Linked DNA regions of Anas platyrhynchos: region 2 is linked to region 1. The links are chromatin contacts, called in public Hi-C maps. All regions are on one chromosome and are shown on one strand. Each heading gives the region's core, a stretch centred on a gene start, on an enhancer-like site or on the middle of the called end of the contact. The rest is flanking DNA. Distances are from core to core; before and after follow the strand shown.

The links. A called contact is a pair of places that touch in the nucleus more often than the background predicts.
Region 2: a Hi-C map of subcutaneous adipose tissue shows a contact between it and region 1, with 2.9 times the contacts expected there. The contact joins the promoter of ANKRD55 here to the promoter of SLC38A9 in region 1. A contact is called at or near these places in 2 of 8 Hi-C or Micro-C datasets (liver and subcutaneous adipose tissue).

Annotation. Positions count from the first base shown.
Region 1 is chrZ:18,948,633-18,953,755 of IASCAAS_PekinDuck_T2T, reverse strand. SLC38A9 (solute carrier family 38 member 9) reads left to right here and starts at 2,172. Exons shown (of 15, transcript XM_038170803.2): 1 at 2,172-2,310. It overlaps DDX4 (DEAD-box helicase 4), which reads right to left and starts at 2,211. Exons shown (of 18, transcript XM_072031069.1): 1 at 2,097-2,211.
Region 2 is chrZ:19,170,331-19,175,453 of IASCAAS_PekinDuck_T2T, reverse strand. ANKRD55 (ankyrin repeat domain 55) reads left to right here and starts at 3,053. Exons shown (of 11, transcript XM_027446766.3): 1 at 3,053-3,482. The coding sequence starts at 3,443.

The DNA.
Region 1 (5,123 bases), core at 923-3,422:
CCTCAAGAGATCATCAGGTCCAATCCCCCTGCCAAAGCAGGTTCCTTAGAGCAGGCTGCCCAGGTAGGCATCCAGACAGGCCTTGAATATCTCCAGAGAGACTCCACAACCTCCCTGGGCAGCCTGTTCCAGTGCTCCGTCACCCTCACCATGAAGAAGTTCCTTCACATATTGGTGAGGAACTTCCTGTGCTCCATCTTGTGGCCATTGCCCCTTGTCCTGTCCCCACAAACCACTGAGAAGAGGTTGGCCAAGTCCTTCTGTCTCCCACCCCTCAGGTATTTATACACATTGATGAGATCCCCTCTCAGTCTTCTCTTCTCCAGGCTGAACAGACCCAGGTCTCTCAGCCTTTCCTCACAGGGAAGATGCTCCAGGCCCCGTATCATCTTTGTGGCCCTCTGCTGGACTCTTTCCAAGAGATCCCTGTCTTTCTTGTACCGGGGAGCCCAGAACTGGACACAGTACTCCAGGTGAAGCCTGACCAGGGCAGAGTAGAGGGGGAGGATCACCTCCCTTGACCTGCTGGCCACGCTCCTTTTAATGCACGCCAGGATCCCATTGGCCCTCTTGGCCACGAGGGCACAGTGCTGGCTCATGGCCAACCTATTGGTTTTTTCCTGCCCATCTCTCCAGCCAGTCCAGGTCTCGCTGAATGGCAGCACGGCCTTCTGGTGTGTCAGCCACTCCTCCCAGCTTTCTACTATAAGCGTACTTGCTGAGGGTGGACACTATTCCCTCGTCAAGGTCATCAATGAGGATGTTGAACAAGACCAGACCCAGCACCGACCCCTGGGGAACACCGCTAGTCACAGATCTCCAGCCAGACTCTGCACCACCGATCACCACCCTCTGAGCTCGGCCAGTCAGCCAGTTCTCAACCCACCTTACTGTCCACTCCTCTGTCCCACACTTTCTCAGCTTTGCTAGCAAGATGTCATGGGAGACAGTATCAAAGCCTTGCTAAAGTCAAGGTAGATGACATCCACCGCTCTCCCCCCATCTACCCAGCTGGTGATGCCATCATAGAAGGCAATGAGGTTGGTCGAGCACAACTTCCCCTTGGTGAATCCATGCTGACTACTCCTCGTAACCTTCTTCTCTTCCAATTGCTTGGAGATGGCATCCAGAACAAGCTGTTCCAATACCTTTCCAGGGACAGAGGTGAGACTGAGTGGCCTGTAGTTTCCTGGATCCTCCTTCTTGCCCTTCTTGAAGACTGGAGTGACATTGGAAGAGTAAGAGTAGCTTCTCGCATGCTGGAAAAATTACATCTCTGCTTCTGTGTGTTTTAGTTTTATTCACTTTATAGTGCCAGCATGTGGTGTTTGCACTGTGTTTCAGACTTGTGCAGCAGGTGGCTGGACTTCCTGACTCCCTGACCAAAATCTTCAAATACCCAGAAACAGCAAGGTTCTTGCATTCTAAGGGTGGCTCAGGTGCAGACGATGACAGTGAGTTTTCTGCATTACACAAAGTAGAAGTTTTGGTCTGACTCAGCTTGCATGCATGTAGCCGAATTTCAGGGTGATGATGGATGGTGGTAGTCTCTGCTGCCTCATTTCCGCCCGCAGTCTGAAATTCAGATTACACAGCGGTTTTCTCACAGGAATAGTCCTGCTGTCCATGCAATCTGTCTTGGGCTGTGCTTGAGGAAGGAGTACAGGCGGGGATTGGTGTCTAGCTTGTTTTGAAATATCTTTCTCATGTGGGAAAGCTATCTTTGCTGTTTTCCTTGCATGCAATGCAATTCAGCAGTTTCCCTTACCATGAGCTATAAAAATCCCTTCAGTTTTACTTTAACCAGTGTCTGAACTACGAAAAGGACATATGACACTTGAGTTAACTAGGAGCCACAACAACAAAGCGATTTTAAAACAGCAAATTTCTGTGAGCAGCAGTGCTCTACGATAGACAACCATTGCCTTTGGAATCAGTATTAAATGCACCTGCCTCTCTGCTTCCTTATTTTCTCAGCTCAGCCTACACAAGCCATAGACAGACTACACAACGACCAACTGTCACTAACAAGTCCAATTTTATTTTTTTCAGGGCTGTTTGGTGCCTCCACGTGCAGCCACACCCCGCTTACCCACCCCAGCGGGCGGCCCGGCGCAGGACAGGCTCAGCCGCAGCCCGCTGCTGCCGCTCCCCGGCCGGCCCCGCAGCGCAGCGCAGCGCAGCGCCGCCCCGCAGCAGCACCGCCCCGCTCCCTCCTCCCGGCCGCGGGCCCGCCCGCGGAACTGCGCTCCCCGGCACGCCGGCAGCCCCGGGACGGCCCCGGCCCGCTTCCTGCCGCCGCCGCCGCAGGTAGGGGAGCGGCGGGTGCCGGGAGGAGGGAGCGGGGCGGGGGGCACGGGGGAGCCGCCCGGCTGCAGCGCCAAGCCCGCCGGGGGGAAACTTAACCGGGCAGCGGGCGTTGTGCGGGGCGTGGAGGCCTTTCAGGGGATTCGTAAATCAGGGAAAGGCTTAAATCGGTCCTAACCAGCCCGTGGGGCCCGGGCCCTTTTGAAGGGTGGTGGTAAAAACATAGCATAAGGACGAAGGTGCTAACGTTGTTCCCATTCCTATACCTATGTCTTTAGTATTCACACAAATATGCAATAGGATTCACACCAACACCTATATGCAAGTAACAAAGGCTTCAGCTGTTGAAGACAAGTTATTGTTCCATTTCTTTTTAATTTTACGTAGGTATCTGTCAGTGACGACATACCCATTGGTTCTGCCCAAGGTACGTAGGAGCTCAACAGCAGTGCAGTTTGTATCGACAAGAGTGCTTTCTACTAAAGCGGTTATTAATTTACACTTGTTATGCATTTTAGTCATGTTCAACCAATACAGATCTAGGAGAGTATGGACAAGCTAACTTGTGGCAAGCTGTGCCAGTTTTAAGGAGCTCTGAATATATGCTAATAGTCTTACAAGCACTATAGCATTCTTCAGTCCCTAACAAGCTAGGGTCTATTGCCCCAAAAAAGGAACCAAGGAACTCTTCTGTCTTACTTTGAAGTTCCTGTTTTTTAGTGTAGAATATGCTTGTTTCTCACAGTTTCTATGTGCATAGCCTGCAGTTTACTTTAGATTTATGCCATGACCTTTATTCATCCATTCATCAGCTCAGAATTTAAGAGAAGACCAGGTCACGCCAAGTAGAACTTCTAAAAATCATTTTCCTTATTTGAAGTAAATGCTAGTATTAGTGGATCCTAGTATTTAAATCATGATTGTGAGGTGGGGTTATGAGAGTAATGACTTTAAACAAGAATGAAACAGGTTAACTTGTCACAGTTTGATCTGTGAAATCTAGTTGACAGGGAGCTATGCTTAAAGGAACCACCAGATATCTCAAAGAAAAGGAAGCTACTGTTGCACATAAGAACAGTTTTTGGTGGCAAAATTGCTTCTGTAAGGCTGTAGTTGTAATTAAGCAAGTTAAAAAGTAACAAGTTAAAGTTGATTTAAGACTGTGATAATTTAAGATGCATGACTTCCAAACTAAGAATTAAGGCTTTGTCTATGATGACTTGTCCATTGGGTCTTCTTCTTACACTAAGAAATTACTGCAGAACCAGTGCTAGCATCTGTGTAGCGACTTCACCTTTACTGACATGGAGCTGTTGTGGAAATAGCTCTCAGAGCTGCAGATGCTGTTCTGCCAGAATTTCCAGCTGCACTGGCACCCCGGTGGAACTCTAGACACTGTGATGGTAGCTCCCCTCTCTGCCTTCTTCCACCTGCCCTCTGTGAAGAGTTACTTGGTGAACAGCGGTCCTACAACCCAGCAAAGCGCAGCCTGTGCTTGTGGGATGACTAGGATAACTGACTAACAAAGAAGTTTTGTGAGGGCTGTGGTATAAACCTGTTTGGTAACCTTCTTCTGTAGCCTGGGCTGTAAGTCTGTACTAACCTGTCCAGGTGGGTTCTCACCTTAAAACATTGATACACGTGCCTGTAGACAAACCAGATACAAGTTTAGGTTCACAATACAAGCAAACTGTAATGTGGTTTTGTCCTCCAGTGCAAAGAAGACCAAGTCACAGCACAGCCTCCAGGCTAAATTGAAGGTTATCAGTCTGCTGGGTCCTTGTCTTCACTCCCTGAAACTTTTTAAGTCTTTTTAAGAAAGAAAGAGAGAGCCTGCGAGGCAGTAAAACCTGAAGCAAAGGGACAGAGAAGCAAGTATTAAAAAAGGTTCAGCCCTGTTTTCAATACCACCTGAAAGTCTTGTAGAGTGTAGCCCAAAGTGGGACTGGGAAAAGCACATTTCACACCTGTGTTGTTTCACAGTTTTGTGAAACACCAGCAGCAGAAAACCTGGATTAGTAAGTTGTCATTCACCTGTTACCTCTTACAACCTTTCTGATACAGAACTTCAAATGTTTGTGGGAGAATTAAGAATAGGTCGAGAGGACATTCTAAGACAGCTTCATCACAAGCAACCGGTGAAGTTATATCCTGAAAAGGAACAGCAGAGCTGAATGATGACCTCCAGGTAGGGTTTCGCAAGAGCAGAGCAGAGGGGGAGAATCACCTCCCTCCACCAGCTGGCCATGCTGCTTATGATGCAGCCCAGGATATGGTTGGCTTTCTGGTGCAAGTGCACATTGCAGGCCCATGTCCTATTTTTCATCAACCAACACCCCCAGGTCCTTCCCGTCCTGCTCTCAATCCATTCTCCACCCCGCCTCTATTTGTGCTAGGGATTACCCTGACTCAGTGTAAGGACCTTGTACTTGACCTTGTTGAACTTCATGAAGCCCATCTCTTAAGCCTGTCCAAGTCCCTCTGGATGGCATCCCTTCCCTCCAGCATGTCGACTGCACCACACAGCTTGGTGTCATTGACAAACTGAGGGTGCACTTGATCCCTCTGTCCATGTTACTGACAAAGATGTTAAACAGCACTGATCTCAGTACTGACCCCTGATGAACACCACTTATCACTGGATCTCCACCTGTACATCAAGGCATCAACCGCAACTCTTTGAGGGTGACCATCCAGCCAATTCCTTAGCCACCAAGTGGTCCATCCATCAAATCCATGTCTCTCCAGTTCAGAGACAAGGATGTCATGCAGCACAGTGTCACAGACGTGGCACAAGTGTAGGTGGCTTACATCAA
Region 2 (5,123 bases), core at 1,804-4,303, 220 kb before region 1:
CACTCTGGTGTCAACAGGCTTTATCTGAAGATTCAGGCTTGGCTGATGGCCATCTGAACAGAGCACTGTTGGAGTAATGTTCAAGGCCTGTGTTGATGTCTTATTACCACGGAATATGAACTTAGGTCCCAGGTTCTGTCAAAATTCAGATTTCAATTCAATCTGATTTTCAAATAAGACTCTCTGGGGTTGTTCAGCCTGGAGAAGAGAAGGCTCTAGGGAGACCGTACAGTGGCCTTTCAGTGCCTAAAGGGGACCACAGGAAAGCTGAGGAGGGACTCTTTGTTAGGTGGTGGCGTGATAGGATGAGGGGGAATGCCTTTAAACTAAAAGAGGGTAGATTTAGATTAGATATAAGGAAGAAATTTTTACCGTGAGGGTGGTTAGGCACTGACACAAGTTGCCCAGAGAAGCTGTGGATGCCCCATCCCTGGAGGTGCTCAAGTCCAGGCTGGATGGGGCTTTGGGGAACTTGGGCTTGTGGGAGATGTCCCTGCCCATGGCAGGGAGTTGGAGCTGGGTGATCTTTAAGGTCCCTTCCAACCCAAACTATTCTATAAGACAGACAGATGCTAAATGGTAAGGGTGACAAACTCACTGGGAGACTTTCCATACCCAACTCCTTCCCATACCCAACACTTTGAGCAAAAACAAAAATTTGCTTTAATTCATTGCACATAGATTATAATTTGGAAAAACAATACCCACAGAAGCAGTTACTGCTTGACAGTCTACTATAATTGCAGAACAGTCTCTCAGGTGTGATTTGTTTTTTGCTAAATTTGCTTTAGAGGATGCTAGTGATACATAAAAAAAATTGCACCTTCGAAGACGTCCTCATTCTATTGATGTCCAGGGCAAAAATTCATACTGACTTAGCAGGGGATGTATTTAGCCTTATAAAGCAGGGAAGCAAGTACAGGAAATATTCTGTCTTACAGCAGGGGAACACTTCACCCCTGGTGCTGCTGGTTCCTAGGAGTGCTCCAACAGGAGCATACACGGCTGCTCTGAGTGCCCTGCGAAGGCAGAACAAGGGGACTGGCAGTGTTGGGGTGAGAAATGGATGCAGAGATGCAACTGAGCAGAAACACTGCACACAAAGGACAGAGAGCTTCTTGCCACACACAGGAAGCAGGAGCCACTTATGGGGCCTTCTGAAGATCAGAGGGTGTGATAACCTGCAGTCCAAACCACAGGCTGCCCAAGAGACCTGCCTCCAGCTCCTGCCTCTCCTCCTCGGAGGCCACAGAGGCCACAGCCCTTTGAGCAGTACCGAGGTGTTGGACCTGTGGGCTGTCTGAGAGCCAGGTGAGAGCCAGGGCTACCAGCCGAGCCACCCTCCTGGTGGAGGTGACAGATGCTGACCATCTGTGTTAAACCTGTGGTGGTTTCACCCAGCTGGGCAGCTGAAATCCGCCACACCGCTCCCTCACTCCCCTCCTCAAAGGGAAAGGGGAGAAAATACGATGCAAAGGGCTCAAGGGTTGAGATAAGGGCAGGGAGATCGCTCAACAAGTATCATGACAGGCAAAACAGGCTCAGCATAGGGAGATTAATGTCATATATTAAGCAACACCAGCAGACTGGAACAGTAAGAACTAAAAGCAAACTTAAAACACCTTCTGCTAGGACATGGGGCTGCTGCTGGGCTCTGCTCACAAACGCCACCCCTGCAGCCCCCTGCTACCAACAAAACCTTGCCACGTAACCCCAGACATGCCCTGTTCACATCTGTGCACAACCAGCAGCTGCCACATGGTGGATCCCTCCTCACTGTAACAAAGCCACAGATGATCCAAGCGTGAACAAGTCAGCAGAAGAGAAAAATGGAGCCAGCTTCTTGCCCCACAGTCCCACCACACAGCTCTCCATGGTCAGGACCCTTGAGCAGATCACACTGTCACATTTTGGGGAATTTCAGCAGTTTCAAGCTGTCAAGGCTGTACTGCTTCCTGGACCATACAATCTTTTCCAAAAAAATAGTTTGGATTTAGGTTCAGACACAGATGTCCGGGATGTGAATCAGCTGCGGATACAACTCCTACTGTGCCTACATGTAAGTTATGTCTCTAGGATCTGTTGTAGCCACAGGAGTCAGTCAATGCAGCAGAATATATTCACTAGGGTGAACAATGTCTAGGGCTGACCAAATGTGGACAGTTTTAGTGTAGACCCTCTGTGAACTCTTGGACCAAACATGCCTTGCCTTCCATCGTTTTTGTATGTTAGCTCGCCTTCCTCAGCAGTAGTGGCAACTCTTTTCCAATGCAGCAGTGTTAGGAAAGCTTGCCTTTATCCCTCCAAACCAGCAGCCCACTGGCAGCATTTCAGGAAAAGACCTGGTGATCCTCTGCTCTAAGTATGTACCAAATCAGCCTGTTTATTGTTACTTATTGTTATTTCTGCCATGCACACAACCTCAACCTGGCCAGATAAAACTGTGACTAGAGAAGGGAGGACATGTCACAGCTACAACTTAGAGTTTCGCATGTGAAATGTAAGACAGATTGAATATTTGTTATACTCACCTCCCTGCTTTATAAGGCTAAATACATCCTCTGCTCAAAGTAGCAAAGCTCATCAGGATCACCTCCTCTTTACACTACACAGGCTGAGTTCCCAACTCAGGGAAGCACAGGCCCAACCAAAATAATAGCTTGAAGACACAAATCTGCTGTTGGTTTTGTAGACACGGAGGGTTTGGAGCATCCTTTGAACTCCTATATTTGTTGTACTGCACTGTTGAAGTATCACTACCTACTTCAGCAACAATGATGTGCTCCTCAGTTACTTACTCGGTCCTTTCATTGCATCTTGTCCATTAATTAGGCATTAAAACACTAAGATGACAATGGCTTGATTTTTTAAGTTCTGCATAGAGTGGTTAAATCAAGAAATAGGTAACCTCTGAAAACGTGATGTGAATAGCCACCCTCAGACACAGTGGCCCAGGCAGTGGCCCTATCAGGGCAGTCGGTGAGCGCAGCACATGCCGCTGGACCAGCACAGCGAGGCCAGCAGCACCCAGGCTGCACCGCAGCTCTGCACATGCTCCGTGTGCCAGCACAGTCCCATTCACCCTCTGAAGGCTTGTTTACGGGCAGCACTCTGCTGCTGAGGCTGGGAGAGCTGCAGCATCTCTCAGAGATGCTCACAGGCAGCTTTGCTCACTGAAGACGTTTTTCAGAAGCTCGGCTGAGCTTCTAGGGATGTCATTTTAAGAGCATCCATAGCAAACAGAATATTCCGCTCCCATCAGGCTAATGATCATGTCCTTGCTTTGACAACAACATGCAAACATAAAGCAAGTTTAATTCTCTGACAAGAAGATGGGTGACAGCTACCACTGAATTGTTTGCTCTAATATGTGGAATTCCTCCCTGGAAACCCCAGAGATGCTTTTTGCCTGGTCTGGTTGTAAATGATGAGATAGATCACAATGGATTTCAGTTCCTCATCCGTGTTTGATCAGCACAAAGGTAAGTCACTGCTCCTAATTTCAAAAATCTGTAGTCCTCCCAGGCAGATGTACTAATGTTACTTGGCAGAATGAATGGCGAGAATTTTGGGGAAAGATCAGGTCTCATGGAGATCTATTTTTGTTACACAGGAGGGAATCCCTTCCATCAGTTTCAGGCATGGATATTTCAGCCTAAAGCTAGAGTTATTTTTAAAGATAAATATTTCAGCAGGAAAGCTACAGCATTTGATTGCTCATATGCCTAACACTGAGAGACGAGTGCATGTATTTACTGCTTATATTGTATATTGGTGCTTTTATGGATATATATATTTATAAAACAATTGCCACATTAGCAATCAAAGCAATTTAAAATGGAGTAAAAAATAAAGAAAAGCTGGTTTTCTTAATCTACTTATTTGTATACACTGAGAGGACTAGGTGGTGATGAGTGATTGACTTTGCTTCAGTAAATGTTAGCTGTATCGGTAAGTATTGCCATAACTATGAATTTAAGATATAGTTTAAAGAACCAAAGTGAAGATTTTCTACATAGTAAGGTTGCTATGGAAATACTAATGTCACTTTATCATCTGTTTTAAAGTTAAATGGTTGAATTTCATGTATTTGTTTGCCTGTACAGGCTTTTCTCTCTTGTAGCTGGTATTTCCCTCTGTAGAGTGGTATTCCTTTCACATTCTCAGAGCAGGAAGCAGTCACTGTTTGATTATCTCTGTTGCAACAAATTTCTCACTAAGTCAGCTTGCAAAATCATTTGTATGCAGTGGCTCCAGTTTCCAGTGCATGCCTGGAAAGAGTCAAAGCTGATGTAGCCATGCTGGCCCCACACCAAACAGGCTGAGGCACGTATGCATGCCACGGAAACACAGACAGGTACTCACGGAACATGTGGAAGTCATGTTTGGGACATTTTCCTTGAAAGGACAGAGGTGCGGGGCTGACTGAGATTTGGCAGCACCTAGCAGCCCTTGAGCTCTCCTTCTGCAGGCACTTTATGCTGCACCCCAACACGGCTGTGCTTGGAGCTTGGGGAGGGTGAGGGGACACCTTGCTCTGTGCTGTGGGGTGGCTGATGGGCACAGAGCTGATGGAAGTGGTGCGGGCTGTGAGGCTGGAGCAAAACCAGGGCTGGGGAAGGAGCAGTGAGGTCTCCGGATGGATAAGGGAGCAGAGAGCAGTGCAGGAGACCACTGATCCAAAACACTTATCCGGATAGAAAAGAGAGAGCTGTGAGGTAACATCTGTCAGTACGTCCCAGGACTTCTACTCTGTTCCCCTCCTCCTGCCAGGACTCTGTGCACACCGACCCCATCCCTGTGTCCACCCAGCTCTGTCCTCCATCCCCAGGGCCACACTCTGCTCACAGCACCTCCCCAGCAATACCCCCCTCCAGGTACACCCACTGTCCCTCTCCACCACCGCTGCAGGAGCTGCTGGCTCATCAGAGGCTCAGACTTCAGTGCCTGTACTCCCCACTCACTGCGTGGGAGGAGGACAGGGAGCGCCTGCAGGAGCAGGCAGCGCACAGCAAGGGAACACTGAAACCACTAGTTATCGCACAAAGAGAGCTCTATTCGAGATGTGGAGTGCACGGTGAATTTTAGCTAAATAGCATGTTAGTCCTTGACATATGACACAT